Regions from separate parts of the Mus musculus genome. Here region 2 is linked to region 1. Evidence: chromatin contacts called from public promoter capture Hi-C data. All regions are on one chromosome and are shown on one strand. Each heading gives the region's core, a stretch centred on a gene start, on an enhancer-like site or on the middle of the called end of the contact. The rest is flanking DNA. Distances are from core to core; before and after follow the strand shown.

Region 1 (5,682 bases), core at 1,435-3,934:
GGTTGTGCTCATAAATACATATAGGCAAAACACTCATACACACACGGTAAATAAATACTTTAAGATTTTAAAATATTTAAATTCAAAATAAAAATGTAAAATGTTTAAGTTTTAAATACAAATATTAAAGGAGGAAGAGGGTCTGAGAGATGAAAAACAAGAATTGAAGAAATTCAAGCCAGGCTAGGTGGCTCACATCTGCAGCCCTAGCAATCAGAGGGTTGAACGGGATTGCTGCTCTAAGTCTGAGGCCAGAATGCGCCACATACTGAGTTCCAGATCAGTCTGGACTACAGTTTTAGAAAGTGCCCCCAAACAAGAAAAAAACCTTGAAGAAATTCATGATAGCTGGCAATTTGGAATTTAAAGCTTTTTTTTTTTTTAACATTTATTTAGTGGGCTGCATGCATGCACGTTTGTGCCTGTGTGCACGTGTGTGTGTGTGTGTGTGTGTGTGTGTGTGTGTGTGTATGTGTATTCATGCCATGGTGTGCTTATGGAGGTCAGAGGACATCTTGAGGTAGTCAATTCTCTCCTTCCAACACATGGATCACAGGGATCAAACTCAGGTGGTCAGACTTGGTGGCAGATACTCTTACCCAGAGGGCCCTCCCTCCAGTCCCAAAAGTGATGTCTTAGGGAGCACACTGTTCAATGTCAGCTCTTAAGGGGTTAATGCATAAAAAATACACACATTCGATATAAGGTTGAAAGCGAACTCAGCCCAAGCTACAAAGCATTGACGATAGTTTCAAATAAGTGGAATGTTCACAACTAGATAATGTAAATTGGCCTTTGAGGTAAATGATCTGGTAACGTATATTAAGGCCAGACTTACATGTAGTATTCAAAGCAGCAATTCTAGCACTAGGTGTGTGCTCGGCAGAAGTGCACACACCCGTCCTGGAGAAAACGGGAGTGATGGCTGTCTCCCTTAGCTTTCCGTTGCTGCTGTGGAAGCCAAGGGGTTTGCAGCTTTAGTAGGTGCCCTTTGCAAATCCTTTTACCATTCTTAGCAATAGGCGATGCTCCCTTTTTAATGAACCTCTTTGCACAGATCTGAACGACTACTCTTAGATGTTCCCCTCATCCCACCCCCTCCGAAAGCTAAAAAGCAGGATGAAAGCCAGGTATCTCTGCCTTAATTTTAGGTCTGCCTCCTGCTGGATTCTACCCTGGCAATGTTAATGTCTCATCTCCCTTAAAGACTGAAGGCAAGAGAGATAAAAGTGATTGTCTTAAACATGCAGCTACCTTGGAATCCAGAACAGTGAAGCCCACCAGGACAGATGGAGAGGCTGTGCCCTGGATGGAGAGCAACCATGTTCTGGGATCACTTGTTGAGGGTCCTCGGCTTTCTCCCCCAAGCACGCAGGACTTCTTTAGGCCACTGTGCAGAACAAAGCAGAGATGACCATCAAGGACGTAACATGTTGACTCAGACTACTTAATTACGCAGGCCTCTTGCCCTTTACCTCATTCTTTCTTTGTTTAAAATGTTCATGTTGATCCCTCAAGATGGACTCGGGATCACTGAACCCCATTAGTGATTCCCCACGTGGCCACCGTGTTAAATCTCCTTCCCCTGGCTTTTCACAACCTTCAGCTCCTTCACTGGTTACTGGGTCAGTAAACAAGGCCAGTTCTTTCCAGGGCTGGGGTTTTTCTCTTAAAATGCTGATTATGGAAGTGTTCATAGATAGTCATCATATTGTTTTTTTATATTTATTTATGTATTTATTTATTTATTTATTTATTTAATGTATATTGGTTTATTTATTTATTTATTTATTTAATGTATATGAGTACACTGTAGCTGTAAAGATGGTTTGAGCTGTCATATGGTTGTTGGTAATTGAATTTAGGACCTCTGCTTGATCCGGTCGGCCCCACCCGCTCCGGCCCAAAGATCTATTTGTTATTATAAATAAGTACACTGTTGATGTCTTCAGACACAGCAGAAGAGAGCATCAGATGTCATCATGGGTGGTTGTGAGCCATCATGCGGTGGCTGGGATTTGAACTCAGGACCTCTGGAAGAGCAGTCAGTGCTCTTACCCACTGAGCCGTCTCGTCAGCCCCAGCCATTATATTGTAAATCAACATAATTAAAAAATAACTGAAAGGTGCCATTCATGGATCCTGATGGGAGCCAGCCAGGAATCAAGGGCTGTTTGTAGCTTGTTCAAATTTGTGCCTTGACATCACAGAAAGGGCACATATATGACCTCATGACGAGAATGGCAAGAGTTGTCACGAAATACACCTCCCCAATACTCTTAATTATTTATACATTTACAAAAATTATTTTCCTGTAAAATTCAGCCAATAATTACAATTTTGATTAATGAGATATTTGCTCTGTGATCATGAGAAACTCAAAAGAGCTCTGGGGAGAAAAAGCACTTTAAATTGTGATAAGAAGAAGAAGAAGAAGAAGAAGAAGAAGAAGAAGAAGAAGAAGAAGAAGAAGAAGAAGAAGAAGAAGAAGAAGAAGAAGAAGAAGAAAATGCAAGCAGCCAGTTGCTCCAATTACTTTACATCCTTTCTCAGACTGTGGGTTGAAAGAGAACGAGGTCATACAAGGATGAGAGAGCCAAACAAGCAAAGCCCTGCAGACTGGGGAAGAGGGCAAAGAGAACTGGGCACAGACAAACCCGAGTGTCTCAGAGCCGGTTCTGGCCAGGCTCTGTGTACGTGTGAACATTCTTGGCCACAGCCCTGATGTCCTAACAGCCCGGGTTTCACCATCCGTCTACTGAGGCACCTGGAACAAATAAATGTCAGAGGCAAATGACGAAAACACGATAAAGTAGAGAGGCACACAGTGCAGTCATCCCTCTCCCTGACCCTGACACTTTATTTTCTGCTTTTTGAACCATGTGCCTACCTAGTTCTGAAATCAGACACCAGAAGACAAATCCTTGAAAGAGAATCTCGAAGGTAGAGAGAATATTTTTAAAAGTCATTTCAGAAGTGAGGTGTATGAGCCAGCGGTGGTGACAGGGACCTACGATTCTAGTGCCTGGGAGATAAAGGTTGGGGGAGAGGAGGAAAAGGTGGGAGTGGGGGATTAGGAGTTCACGGGCATTCTCAGCCATTCACTGATTTTGGGCTTAGGCTGGGTAACAAAAGGTTAAGTTGTCTCAAAACTAAAAAAGGAAATGAAAGGAGAGGAAGAGGGGCACCCATATGACCATAAGAGTGGAAGTGTGGAGTGAAATCTGTAAGGTCAGGTGAGGTCAAACACGCTCAGTGCAGTATGATGGCCACCAACTAGAAAATTCATCCTGCAGAAAATCCATACTGCATCCACAATGTCAGAGCTCAAGAGCCCAGGCTTTTTGGTTCAAGGCTGTGGTGGTCTGAATGGAAATGGCCCCCATAGGGCTCGAGAGGTGGCTCAGAGGTTGAGAGCACTGGCTGCTCTTCCAGAGGTCCTGAATTCAGGTCCTAGCAACCACATGGTGGCTCACAACCATCTGTAGTGGGATCTGATGCCCTCTTCTGGTGTGTCTGAAGACAGCTATAGTATACTGCATACATTAAATAAATAAATATTTTTTAAAAAGGAAAGGAAGAAAGAGAAAGAGAGAATTAAATAAATATTTAAAATATTAAATAAGTAAATATTTGTTAAAAAGGAGGAAGAGAGAGAGACAGAGAGAGAGAGAGAGAGAGAGAGAGAGAGAGAGAGAAAGGAGGGAAGAAAGAAAGAGCCGTCATCCCCCACCCCTCCTGTAGGTTCACAGGAAGTAGCCACTATTAGAAGGTGGGGCCTTGTTGGAGGAAGTGTGTCACTGTGGGGACAGGCTTTGAGGTTTTACATGCTCAAGCTACACCCAGTGTAGAACATGGTCTCCTGCTGCTGCTTACTGATCCGGATGTAGAACTCTCAGCTCCTTCTCTAGCACCATGTCTGCCTGCATGCTGCCATGCTTCCTGCCATGAAGATAATGGACTGAACCTCTGAAACTGTAAGTCAACCCTAATTAAAAGTTTGCCTTTATAAGAGTTGCATTGGCCTGGAGAGATGGCTTAGCGGTTAAGAGTTGCCTCAGCAGCTAAGAACACTGACTGCTCTTCCAGAGGACCTGGGTTCAAGTCCCAGCACCCATATGACTGCTGACAACTATCTGTAACGCCAGGATCTGATAACCTCACAAAGGCATTCATACAAGCAAAACACCTATGCACATAAAATAAAAATAAATTTAAAAAATTATTTTTAAAAAAAAGTTGCTATGGTGTCTCTTCACAGCAATGGAACACTAAGACAAAAGCCATTTTAGGCTACATGGACTATCTTAAGATAAACAAAGGCTGAGGATCTGTCTCAGGAGTACTTGGCATAGCATTTGCAAAGCGGCTCAAAGAATTAGTTCATTGCAAACAAACAAACAAACAAACAATCCTACTTTTGCTATGATGGTTCATCCCTGAAGCCTCCGCTTAGATTCTCAGGATGGTAGAGCAGCTGCCCTGTTGTAGGGTTTTACTGCTGTCAACAGACACCATGCCCAGTGTCTTATAAAGGGCAACATTTAATTGGGCTGCAGATTCAGAGGTTCAGTCCATTATCATCAAGGTAGGATCAGGGCACCATCTAGGCAGGCATGGTGCAAGAGGAGCTGAGAGTTCTACATCTTCATCTGAAGGCTGCTGGCAGAATACTGACTTCCAGGTAGCTAGGATGAGGGTCTCAAAGCCCACGCCCACAGTGACACACCATCTCCAACAAGGCCACACCTCCTAATAGTGCCACTTCCTGGGTCAAGCGTATACAAAACCATCACACGCCCTCTGTGTCAGTCTTGTCTAGTTAGGATGCCTTCAGGAATACAGAAGGACTGAATTGATTAGTGGTGTACAAGAGTCATGATATCTATGGAAAATACTTTTAACAGAAGCTCTGTGTGTGTGTGTGTGTGTGTGTGTGTGTGTGTGTGTGTTGCATGTATGTGTTCTTGTGGGTGCATGTACGAGTTCATGCCTGAGCTAAATGTGGTATCAGATGTCATCCTCAGTGGCTATTATTTTTTTTTTCTTGAGAAGTGGGGAGTAGGCTCTGGGGATCTGCCTGTCACCCTCCTCCATGCCAGTACCGGACTGACAATGGCAGGCCATTGCATCGGATTTTGTGTGGATGCTGGGGATCTGAACTCAGGCACTCAATCTTTTCTGGTGGGCATTTTACACACTGAGCCATCTCTCCAGCCCTTAAAGAGAATCTGATTAAGGCACTTCAGTGCTACAAAAAGCCTGGAACAAAATAGAAATGAGGGGGAGTCTGTATGATGGTACACATTGATGATAGCCTCCATTACTGATGAGGCTGAGGAAGGGGCAGCACTCGAGCTCAGGAGTATGAAGCCAGCATGGGCAATATACTGAGACCCCCAACACACACACACACACACACACACACACACACACACTACTAAAAACATATGAAAGAGAATGTGTAGCTTTAAGGGACTTCTCATGTACATGTCAAATCAACAGGTGAAATGTTTACAGATGGGAACCAGGAAGCCCTATGGTCTGCCACCAGCTATGAGGCCCAAAGACACCTATGACTTTTGAGTGAGTGTTTCTGCTTCTCTGTTTGAGAAACATTAAGCCAGGTCCAAACTGGTAGAATCAGACCTATCTACCTTCATTTGACTGACTCTCTCAGGT
Region 2 (5,682 bases), core at 1,435-3,934, 510 kb before region 1:
ACATTTAGTTTTTGCCCAAAAACAGATCAAGACAATCAACTGGAAAAAAAAAACCTAAATAATCAGAGTTACAGTCAAGTTGTTAGGCAGGAAACTGATAGCTACAAGCCAGTAGTCTTCATGCAACCGAAGCTCATTGAATAATAACAGAAAAATCTCATTTACAAGAACAATAGAAGCCCAGAAAACCAGGGAGAAAATCAGTACAGAATGTGTGAAACTTACATGAGGAAAATGTTCAACACAATTAAAGGATATTAAAGAGGCCCAATGAGAGGGAAGCACAGGCTATCCCAGGACAGGAAGGCTCAACTTTATATAGACGTGATCCCTCTCACTAGTTACTTTAGACATAATGCAAGCCAATAAAAATCCATCTGTAGAAAATATACGGAGTTGACAGTCTAGTTTGAATGGCCAGTGGATAAACAGATATATTTTAAAACAAAATAAGGTATAACTTTAAGGAAAAAAATTCTACAAAAGAAGACTTGAACAGGCAAATCAGAAAACCTTTTCAGTTGATACAAATGAGAATAATTTTGGTAATATCAAAGAAAAGCAAATCAGCAATTTGGGAGAAAAAAATAGATGAAATCAATGAATTAGTAACATATATTTTAGTTAATTTACTTGACTGGGGTGAACAGGTGGACACAGGCATGTAACAGGGCACACGTGGAAATCAGAGGAAAACTTGCAGAAGTGAATTCTCTCCTTCCACCATACAGGATCTGAGCAGTGGCTCTCAACCCTCCTCATACTGTCACCCTCAATACAGCTCCTCACCCTGTGATGACCCCCAGCCATCAAATTATGTTCGCTGCTACTCTATAACTGCAATTCTGCTACTGTTATAAGTTGTTATGTAAATATCTGTGTTTCTTGATGGTCTCAGGGGATTCCCATAGAAGGGTCCCAGGATTGGCAGCAAGTACCTTTACTTGATGAGCCATCTTGCCAGCTCACAGAATGTAAATCTTTTTTGACACATAAAACAGCAATCTCATTTCAAATTGAAACGATAAAGTATAGTGTGGTGCCATGTTTTTTTCTTTATCGTGGGCAAAGATAAAGTGGTGTTTCAAAACAGGCGAAGGGCACACTTACACACTGTTCACACGGCTCAAAGGACTTTGATGTCTCAATTCTGCTGCCTGGCCTCATCCTACACATGAACTCGAATCTTACTGTTGGAAATAGGGAGAGATCAAAACCTACCCAGGTAGTCATAGAAAGGGAGGGGACTGAGTAAATAAGCCACACTGTGGTCTCAAAAGTGCACGCCATCTCTGTCCAGATCAGTGAGATGCCCACTGACAGGGAACGTTTGCCAAGACGTGTTAAGTGTAAAAGAAAATAAGCCAGTGCAGAGCATCATCTGATGTAATAAACGTGTGTTAAGTATGATGCAATAAATGTGTGTTGAGTATAGTGTTATAAACGTTTATTGAATAATCCTGGAGTTCTCGGGATGAATGGAGGTTGCTCTTCTTACAGCAAGAGCTTGGGAGACCCTTTTCTTCGCATGCACCTTCCAAATCATATGCTTTCTGCTTGATTCATTCATTCGAAAATTTGAATGATGTTTTTTTCAAAAGTCATAATAGATGTCTGTGTCAGGGCTGAGGAGATAGATGGTTTGGTGGCCCAAGGGCTTGGCTGGCAGACGCTGGACATACGTTTGGATTCCAGCCCATAGGTACAAGTTAGATGTGGTGGTGCGTGCCTGTAATCTTAGAGCTATCAAGGGCAGGTCTCTCGGGCTTGCTGGCTAGGCAGCCATGCCTCAGTGATGACCTTCAGACTCAGTAAGAGATTGTGTCTCAAAATGTAAGGCGAAGGGTGGCAGAGGAGGACAGCAGATGTTCACCTCTGGCCTCCAAATGCACCTGCATAGTCAGGAACACTCACACGACTTGTGCACCACAACACACACACACACACACACACACACACACACACACACATACACTTGCACGCACACACACAGATGTATGGAAGGCACATGGGAATTGACCAGAAAAAACTCAGTGGATCTGGCCTGCAGAGACCTCACGGAGACTCTTGGAAAGATCAGAACCCTCAGAGGTGGAACGTTTTTTTTTTTTGGAGCCTGCTGCCAATTCCCTTGAAAATCCACCAGATGGCACACACACAAGAAAATGCTTCTGGGAGGAATTTGGGAGGACTAGGTACCAAATCAGGGTTGGTGCAGAAAGAGAGCTCGGGCAAAGCAAACCTCTCCACACTGAGCCCTGGTGGTGCACAGACCCCAGTCCAGCCGTGGACCTTCAGAGAAGCAATGTGTCACAGGGCAGCTGAGTGAGATCTGGGACTCTTGGTGCTATGTTGACTCTTGGAATCACACAGTCATCTGCCAATCACAGTTTCTGTATGGATGTCTTCTTGAAGGTTCATGTCTCCACTGTAGAATCTTTTTCTTCTTCTTTTTTCTTTTTTTTTATTTTTGCATCTAATCTTTATGAGAAGAGGTATTTGTTTTTTGGTAAGCCACATTTCTTTAATTAAAGGAGGAGCGTTGGAGTGACCCGCTGCAAGAAGAGAAAATGCTGGTTTCACAACATGCAGTATTTATGAGGGGCTTTGCCCGTGGACGGCTAGGAGAGGCCAGCCCCGCCCAGTTGCCTGCTGCCTCCCGGGAGACAATTACTGTCCTGCATAACAATTTGAAGCAAATTTCGGATGTGGTCGAGGAGAGCCGTTGAGGCCCTCTCTCCTGCAACCGTTTCTGCTTAGATTTCTTAATTATTTCCAACTACTTCCTTTTTCTGGGCCTGTGGCCTTTTGAGTTCTGCGGGGTCCTAGACAGCACAAGCCTCCATCTTCCCCCAGTATTTCCGGGGGTAAGTACTCTGGAAGAGAAGAACCCCAAGCCAAGTTCACCCATTACACAGACACATCCCTGACACCCCCCTCCCCTCCCACTAAGAAGAAAGGCAGCCCCTCACCAACCCATTCAGCAAGGCTCTCCTACTCTCCCTCCACACCCAGAGGACATCCCTGGTTGGCTATGAGTCTCCACATGGAGAGTCTTGGCAAGTGGCTTTTCTCTCTCACTTTCTTGCTGTGTTATGTCCAGTGGGGACTCCCAGAAGATTTTTGTATGGTAAGATAGGGCTTCGTAAAACGGAAGTAGCTGTGTGTAGTAGCATCCAGCCTGTAATCCCAGCACTCAGGAGGCAGAGGCAGGAGGAGTTTGGATTCAAGGCCAGCCTATGCTACCCCTGGAGACTTTGTCTCAAAAGACCAAGACCTGAGAGTGTGGCTCAGGAGGTGTTTTAGGGACACTTCCAGTTGCCACACTGGAGAGTGTCAGTGCTATTGCCCTGTGGGCAAGGTTGGTAACATGGAAAACATTAGCAGCAAGCAGTATATTGGACCAAGGGTAACGGGCCGGGTGTCAGGGGGCAGGGGGGAAGGGTGTGTCGCACCCCAGCACCGTGTTCGGGGGTTTAGGATGTGCCACATATCCTGACACTTTCCAAGTGTCTTGAGAACCAAAATTATATAGTTAAAAGAATATTGTGGTAGGCAAAGAGGGTTCACATCCCTGGAGCACCAAAAGACAGAAGCCCTGGCAGAACCAGCTGGTACCCTTGAACTTGTGTCGGTTATAAATGAAGTCTATGGCAGAGCTAGAAAAGCCCTTGATGGTGGCTTTGGCGATGCTGATAGAGAGAGAGCCAGGTTATCTTGAATCAGTGTGGCCAACCAGTGCCAGTCAGAAGCCATTACTAATCCCCTGACCCAGGTCAAGAGGAAGCAAAGCTCTAACTAAAGCGCTGGCTCTCCATAACGCTGCGAAGACCTTGGAGTGAGAGCTTCTCACAGCATGCTGACAGAGGCCCCAGAGGTCTGCCTTGCCAAAAAGCACACACCAAAGCCAACACCTCCTTTCCCAATCTCAAGCTCCAATTATTTGCGTTTTAAAGCTCTTATTTCTTGATTTATATTTTATTTATTTCATTTGTGTGCAGGTATATATGTATGTGCCTATGCGTGTGTGCATGTGTGTGTGTGTGTGTGTGTGTTCATCCACACTCAGGTATACACAGAGCCTGGTGGCAGACCTTTGGGTGTCCTGCTCGATGGCTCTCTTTATCCCTTGGAGACAGGGTTTCTCACTGAACCTGAGGCTACATTGGCAGCTTAGCTTGCAATCCCCCTGTCTCTGTCCCCTACAGCACCAGGGTTACTGGCGCACACAGCTATGCCCAGCTTTTTGACATGAGTGCTTGGGATTTGAACTCAAGTCCTTACAACAGGAAGCAATTTTACCTACTGGGTTATCTCTTATCTTCCAACACTTTATATTTCCCTCACGGGTCCACAGAACCAAGCACAGGTCCAGGTCCACATGCTGTACAGCAGGTATTTTTTCGACAGACCATCTCTCAGCCTTTCTTTCCTCTTGGAATGGACTTAAATACATGGTTATTACCAAGCCAGGAACTAGAGCCTAGTTCTCTCTAAACCACCCTGCCAGATAACCTTTTGTAAAGGTGACCTTCCTTACATTTTCCCTGGGTTGTTCTTGGATTTGATTTGATTTGGTGTTTTGTTTTGTTTTGTTTTGTTTCAAAGGTTGAGGGGTGGGAACAGCAGTCAACCTATAGGGCGTGAAGAACTTCTTCAATGAAAAAGGACTCGCAAAGCCCTCTGGGATATCGGTACCACTCGTTTTAAACAGGAAGAAGCAGACTTGGAGAGATTTGCTGACTTGCCCACAGACATCTTTTGCAAATTTGAAGCCAGAGTTAGGATTCAGCCTTACGTGCCATCTCTACTGGGGCAGTACTGTGTAAAGGTTTCCAACAGCCCAGGGAATAGGGGCATATCACGTGACATCTGTCGTTACCCACCAGACGTACTCTGCCAGAGAGAGAGAGAGAGACAGAGAGACAGAGAGACAGAGAGACAGAGACAGAGACAGAGAGACAGAGAGAATGAGAATGAATGACCAAATGAACTTCCTCGTCCAGTCTCCAAGCAAGTTTGCAAATCCTCACTCTCTCTGTTCATTTTCTCCCCACAGCAAGCCCCTAGATGCTCTCCATTGAAGACGTCTGGTCCTCATTGTTTGGCCTCCTGTTTCTCAAGCTTGTCTTGCACGGATGTTACACAATATCGATTCAAACTCTGCTGAGTGGGTGCGCTATGTCTGTATGTGATATACTTTTGAAGAAGTTCATAGAAATGATGAGGACACATGGAGCAAGGCAGTTAGAGCCATCGGATGGACAGAAACGTCCAAGAAGAGAGTCATGAGGAGCAAGGGCCCATGTGCTGAACGGTGCTTGGGCAGAAGGCTTTGGCTGGAGTCCTGCTCCAGGGCACATGCTAACAACGGTTCTTACCTGACTCTGGAATTCAGCTTCCCCATCTCTAAATTGAAGGTTAATCTTTGGGATATCTTTGAATTTATTTTCCATAATCATTCATTTTCTCGAGGAGGTCCAGAAGCTAGCTCCATGCACAGTTGTTTTCTGTTTATGTTTTTTTTTAATGACACACTAATGATTTTTCTTAAAATTCCTTTGAAAGCATTTATGTGTGCCTGTCTATTAGTGTATATGTACACATACACACTGTGGTGGTGTATTAGGAGGTGTGGCCTTGTTGGAGTGGGTGTGGCCTTGTTGGAGGAAGTGTGTCACT

The links. Capture Hi-C pulls out chosen DNA fragments and counts their contacts.
Region 2: a promoter capture Hi-C map of adipose tissue shows a contact between it and region 1, with 4 times the contacts expected there. The contact joins two enhancer-like sites. A contact is called at or near these places in 7 of 39 promoter capture datasets (the 3T3-L1 cell line, the C10 cell line, cranial neural crest and 3 more), 1 of 484 Hi-C or Micro-C datasets (bone marrow-derived macrophages), 7 of 115 datasets of contacts at active chromatin or transcription factors (the NIH/3T3 cell line, acute myeloid leukemia, bone marrow-derived macrophages and 3 more) and 3 of 9 other capture datasets (adipose tissue, liver and macrophages).

What each region holds. Positions count from the first base shown.
Region 1 is chr10:67,288,318-67,293,999 of GRCm38.p6, reverse strand. Gm46200 (a long non-coding RNA gene) reads right to left here. Exons shown (of 3, transcript XR_001779690.1): 2 at 1,255-1,390; 3 at 840-951. Among named protein-coding and RNA genes, the nearest start is that of Gm46200, 5.7 kb to the right of the region's middle. Within about 2 kb of position 2,684, at least 34 of the 459 cell types and tissues checked have an H3K27ac peak or open chromatin away from gene starts, as enhancers often do. A contact at or near this core is called in acute myeloid leukemia, adipose tissue and bone marrow-derived macrophages, where this site is marked.
Region 2 is chr10:67,801,838-67,807,519 of GRCm38.p6, reverse strand. No RefSeq gene overlaps it. Among named protein-coding and RNA genes, the nearest start is that of Gm51769, 14 kb to the right of the region's middle. Within about 2 kb of position 2,684, at least 50 of the 459 cell types and tissues checked have an H3K27ac peak or open chromatin away from gene starts, as enhancers often do. A contact at or near this core is called in acute myeloid leukemia, adipose tissue and bone marrow-derived macrophages, where this site is marked.